2 separate regions of the Oryctolagus cuniculus genome follow, and region 2 is linked to region 1. The links are chromatin contacts, called in public Micro-C maps. All regions are on one chromosome and are shown on one strand. Each heading gives the region's core, a stretch centred on a gene start, on an enhancer-like site or on the middle of the called end of the contact. The rest is flanking DNA. Distances are from core to core; before and after follow the strand shown. Region 1 holds the start of HDAC7 (histone deacetylase 7). Region 2 holds the start of ASB8 (ankyrin repeat and SOCS box containing 8).

Region 1 (2,724 bases), core at 27-2,526:
GGGCCCAACTCTTGGCAGGGTGTCCAGCGGGGCTCCCCAGGTACCCAGGGTGCAGGCAGGAGAGGTGGCCCGCACTCCGTGTCTCTAGCAGGGAGCCTGTGGCCTGCAGACTCGTGGAGGACCTGCGGTGGACGGGGGTTCCTGGCTGAAGGCCCGTATGCACTTCTCTCTGCCTGTACAGGGGCAGCGAGTCCAACAGGCCCCCGGGGCCCCTCACTGCCCAGGTTCAGAGGAAAAAGGAGATGCACACGGAGGCTGGGCACGGTGTGGACACAGCACGGGAGTGCCGGGGTGGTGGGTAGCCGGCGAGAGGCTGCAGTAACCTAGCAGCTTTTGGGAAGGGGTGACCTGCTCTGAGGTCACTTCTTGGGGCAGTGGGGCCAACCAGGAGGTCCGTGACCCTCATAGCCCACATGGAGTGTGTGACCTGTGGTGTGAGGTTCTCCCATGAGTGTTCTGGCCCGGGAGCCAGAAAAGCATCCTGGTGTAGGCCCAGCCTCTGGGGGAGAGCCGAGGGGGACTGGGGAGCTGCTGAGCGAGCCCATGTGGGCGTGGGGGTGGGCGTGGGCTGTGGGCAGGGCCCTGCACCGGCCTGTGTGGGAGGAAGGCCTCAGAGCTGGGAGAGGAGGCTGTGGACCCTGTTAGCTGCAGAGGCACCAGGGAGGGAACTGAAGAGGGTACCCAGGAAGTACCCAGGGAGTGGCAGATGGTGAGGCCGGGGCCAGGTGTCCGAGCGCTCTCGGCCGGCCTTGCCCTCCTAGCCCACTGGGGAGGACGCTTGCCATCGGATCCGCCTCAGTCTCTCCTAGAGACATTGGCTGGGAGGCAGAATAGGGTCCCTGGAGGCTGCTCCCTGCCTTCCAGGGGGTGGCGTCTCTGGTCATAGGAGGGCGGGGGTCCCCGGGACCCCCACTGATGACTGACAGCTGACCAGGCTGTCAGCCTGCCCCAGGAGGGGCAGTGGCAGTTCCCTAGCCCTTGACCCCTGGATCTGACTTCTCTGTAGCAGGGAGGAGCGTGGGGGAGGCGGGAAGGGCCGAGTTTATTAGCCAGGGAGGGCTGGAGGCGGCTGCATTCCGACCATCAGACTGGAACATTTCTGTGATCCGCTGTAATGCACTGGGGGACACTGGGCGCATTGCTGGAGTTTGACTCATAGGGACCGGGAGGGGAGGGCGGGCGAGGGGGAGGCAAGGAAATCCCTGGAGAAATTTCCTTAAAAAAAAAAAAAAAAAAAAAAAAAGGAAACTTTCAGAGCGCGAACCACCCCCACCCCTTCTAATGGGAACAGGATGGGCCCTTGCTCTCCTCAGCAGGCTGGGGTGCCGTGGCGGTGGGGAAGCTGGGCAGTGATTCAGATCTGCCCAGGCCACTCTTCCGAGGCCGGGCGCGCGCGTGGGAGCCCGGTGGACCCCGCGCCCGGCCATGGGCTCCGCGCGCGCCGCCAGCCCTGCACGGAGAGACCCGCGGGGTAGGCAACCCGCAGGGGGCGCGCGGGCCGGGGTGCACGGGACGCGAGGCCCAGGGCGCAGGGGGCGCGCGTGACCGGCGCGCGGGCCCAGGGTGCAGGGCGCGTGGGGCGGCGCCGCGCGGGCGCGGGTTTCCGGGACCGCGCGGGCCGGAGCGTCCCGGGCCGCCCCTCCCCTCGCGCTCGCAGCCGCAGATAAAGCGCTTCCTTCCATTGTCACCGCGCCCGGCCGCCGGCTGCCAGGGCCCGCCCGCCGGCGCCCTCCCTGCTCGCGCCTCCCGTCGCCGCGGCCTCGGCGTCTGGCCCCGCCCGCCATGCGACCCCCGCTCTGAGCGCCTGGCCCGACGCACGGCCCGCGGGTGAGTACCGGGCCCGGCGCTCCCGCGACTGCGCCCCCGGCCCGCACCCCGCCGGGCTCCGGCTGCTGCCGCCGGGCCGGTGCTGCGTCCCCGGGACGCAGGCCTCCCCGGCACCCACATCCGCCCGCCCTGGCGGCGGCGGCGGCGGCGGCGGCGGCGGCGGCCGAGGGAGGGGCTGCGAGCTCGCGCCGCGGGCCGCGGTTCCCGGAGGGCGGTGCCGTGGCGGGAGGTGGGCAGCGCGCGGGTTCAGGGCAGGACCCGCCGAGCTGGGGCCGGAGCCCAGTGCCGCATCCCGCGGAGCCGGGCGGGGCCTGCTCGCATCCTTGGGTGGGGAGAGCCGTGCCCCAGAGGGTCCCGGGCTGGGGGCGGGGAGGGCTCTGGGGCGTGGGCCCGCGCTCTTGCTCGCCCACTGGCCTGAAGAGACACCTGTGTCCAGGTGAGCTGAGGAAGGCGGTGCAGGAGCGCAGGAAGGTGCGGCCCAGGCTGTGGACTGAGGGGTGGGGACAGGAAGCGCCCCCCCACACACCGCAGGGTCTGTGGGTGCTGGGGAGAGTGAGGGCGGGTGCGGATCTGGCAGCTGGGTTCTCTCCGTCGGGTTGCTAGGCCTGGGGCTGGGACGGAGCCCGGTAGGGCCTGGAGGCCTCCAGCAGCCCTGTTGGCTTCCCCGCGGCCGCTGCTTGGCCTGAGCTGGCCAGCCATTGCTCCCCATTCCCCTCCCTGCGGTTGCCTACGCCAGGGGCCTCCCAGCCTCTGCATCTGCTGCAGGTTGGACTCTGCCTGCTGGCGTTTGGGTGAGAGCCGCGTATTGGCTTTGGCACCCTCTGGGAGCAACATCTGGACTCTTCCAGTGTGGCTTCCACTTGCCCTGACCCCTGGGGCCCTTCGAGTCCCTCCCCC
Region 2 (2,793 bases), core at 144-2,643, 250 kb before region 1:
GCCAAGGCATGGAACCTTGGAGAAGGCAGACCCACTCTTCAGGGACAGGGCTTTCATCTGCTGGACCCTGTGGCTCTTTCAGCTCTGAGTAACAGGCGGCAACCTCCTCCCGCTGTGTAGTGGGTTCTCAGAGCAGTGCACCCACCAAAGCGCGATTTCACAAGACGAGGGCCGGCAGGGCCGTCACCACACTCTTCGTAGGTCAGCTGGATGAAGTTAGTGCTCCACTTTGAGAGCGACGGGTGGGCCAGGTGAGCACCCCCTGCTGGATCCGTGGAGAAGGGGACTCGTGGCCTCCTGAAATGCAGTTTCTGACAATTCTGCCTCAAGCCTTGGAACTTTAGGTTCCCAGAACACATTCTCCACTTAAATTATTCAAGAAGCAGGGAAAAAAGAGAGACCTCATCCACGGATTCACTCCTCAAATGCTGTGAAGGCTGAAGCACCGGGGTCTCCCGTGTGGGTGGCAGGGACACACCCACTCGAGCCATCAGCAGGAGCCACAGCTGGGAACTGGAGCTGGACTTGAAACCAGGGGCTAGGCCAAGTGCCCCTGAAGTCTGGAGTTTTTAGGGCCCTAATACTAGCTCCTGGTTCACAAGCAATGACAGAAACTAAGTTTCCACTCGCGGAATGCGGACAAAGACCCTGGACTAGCTTGAGAGGTCGGGTGTGGAGCACGCCTCGGCTAATCCCATCGGCCACCGAATCCAGCCAGCGCGGCCTCCGGGAAGGCGCGGCGTGGAGCCCCGGCAGAGCGCTTCCCGGGCTGCGACGTCTGCAAGACTGGCCGCGGAGGCCGCGCGGGGCCCAGATTTTAAAGTGCCAGGCTTTTCCTCCTGGTCTCCCATGCAGGTTCAGGAGCCCAAACACCTGGGCCATCCTCCACTGCCCTCCCGGGCCACAGCAGAGAGCTGGAGTGGAAGAGGGGCAGCCGGGACTAGAACTCGGCGCCCATAAGGGATGCCCGCGCCGCAGGCGGAGAATTAACCTAGTGCGCCACGGCGCCGACCCCTTCAAGTGCTAATTAAAAAAAAAAAAAAAAAAAAAAAAGTGCCAGTATTGGCAACCGGCGAGAACCCATTTAAAAAGCCTGTCCTCTCGCCTCGCCGCACGGCTCCGTTCTTCTCACCCGGACCCCGGCTGAGCGCGGGTGGGCGCCGGAGGGCTCTGGTGACTCCCAGGAGACAGCGGCGTTCGGGAGCACCCGGAGGTGGCCGGCCATAACCCAGGCACCACCTCCGATGGCGATCCAGCGCCGAGGAGAGGGCTGGCGGGCGCAGCCACCACAGGCCGGAAGCACGCATCCTTGGACCACGCACGCGCAGCCGCGGACCGCCACAAGCACGCCTGCGCAGAGACGCTGGTCCGGAGTCTCACGGGATTGATTTTGCGCAGGCGCAGCCCGCAGATTTCCCCACGACTGCCAGTGCGCAGGCGCACGTCCCAGTCAGCCTAGTCCCGTAAACAGGGGTCGCTGGTGACACTTCTACTTCCGGGTCACGCTTGAAAGCGGCTGTCGGGAACCACCTAGGCCCGGGTCCGGTGAGTGCGGCCCTTGTTACGGGAGGGTCTGCAGCCGGGCCCCAGCCCGAGGCTCCGCGCCCAAGAACGTGTCCACCACTCCCGCTTGAGGTCTGCGGACCGTCGAGGCCGCCACGCGTTTTGGGCCGGGAGCCTCCCGAGCAGGTGCACCAAGTGGCCGGGCACCCCCACCCCCGCCTTCGCTCGGCTTTGGGCTTCGCGGCCGGAGCGAAGGGCAGCAGGGGGACGAGGCCCCGGAGGGCGGGTCGCGGCTTTCTTGGAGCGTCGGTGGTCTCGTCGTGTGTCCACCCACGGCTCGCCGCGTACGGGATGTCTGTCTCCGTTCCAGCAGAACTCGGGTTGCTCCGATAGGGGGTCTCTCCAGCTGCGCCTTATCCTGCCGTCACACTCGGTCCTGTGCAGACGTGTTTAACAAGCTGGAAGAGTAGATTTTGCTGCAGAACAGAAAAATCGAGATCAGTGTGTTTCTCATAAAACGCATTTTCCGCGATTGCATTTAGTTTCTTTTTCCAGCTTCCTACTGTCATGTTGTCGTTTTAAGATACGTTTGCCCAAATCTATTCCTTAGTTGTCGCGAATAGCCAATTGTTAGTTATTAATTCGCTTTAAGTCTCGCTCGTTAGAAACAAAACGCTCCTTCAGTGCTGTTGAGCTTTGCTTTGTTTTTACAACTTTAGATGATTTCAGAGTAGCTACACTTTTTGCTTTCTTCCTTATCTTAGGATGTGCCACAAGTATTCCCACTCTTTTCTCTGCTGAAGACATTTAACAATATTTCACAGATGCCTTATCATGAACATGGATGTGCTGTCCCGTAGCCTTTTTGCCTGTCTTCGCTGCCATACCCTTAGCAGAAGCCAGTGTTTGTGAAACACCTGCACTCTGGAGTTCTCTGCTGGCCAGACCCCGGCCTTCCCGCTGCTTCCAGCTCCCGGGGGGGGGAAAGGGGCGCATGAGTGAGCTGCAGTTACCTGAGGGGAGCCGAGCGCAGAGACTGCAGAGATCCACAGGGAAGGAGTGTATTCTGGCGCCGGCAGCCTTGTCTTGTTTGAAAACCACACAGCTCCTCAGGGGTCCTCGTGTGGACTGGGTCAGAGTTGAGCAGGGTCCTGTCAGCTCCTGTCATCCGCTCTGCGTCCAGATCTGAAATCTCCAGGTCTGGGGAAGGCCTCCCAAGGGCGGAGGCGCTCAGCGGTGTCCCTGTGTGCCCCTGCGACCTCTTTGTTCAGGTGCTGTGGAGCATGTGAA

What was found. A called contact is a pair of places that touch in the nucleus more often than the background predicts.
Region 2: a Micro-C map of ear pinna shows a contact between it and region 1, with 4 times the contacts expected there. The contact joins the promoter of ASB8 here to the promoter of HDAC7 in region 1. A contact is called at or near these places in 2 of 6 Hi-C or Micro-C datasets (ear pinna and skin fibroblasts).

What each region holds. Positions count from the first base shown.
Region 1 is chr9:137,468,330-137,471,053 of mOryCun1.1, reverse strand. HDAC7 (histone deacetylase 7) reads left to right here and starts at 1,276. Exons shown (of 26, transcript XM_051850417.2): 1 at 1,276-1,471. The coding sequence starts at 1,293.
Region 2 is chr9:137,714,618-137,717,410 of mOryCun1.1, reverse strand. It overlaps ASB8 (ankyrin repeat and SOCS box containing 8), which reads left to right and starts at 1,393. Exons shown (of 4, transcript XM_002723441.5): 1 at 1,393-1,545; 2 at 2,775-2,793.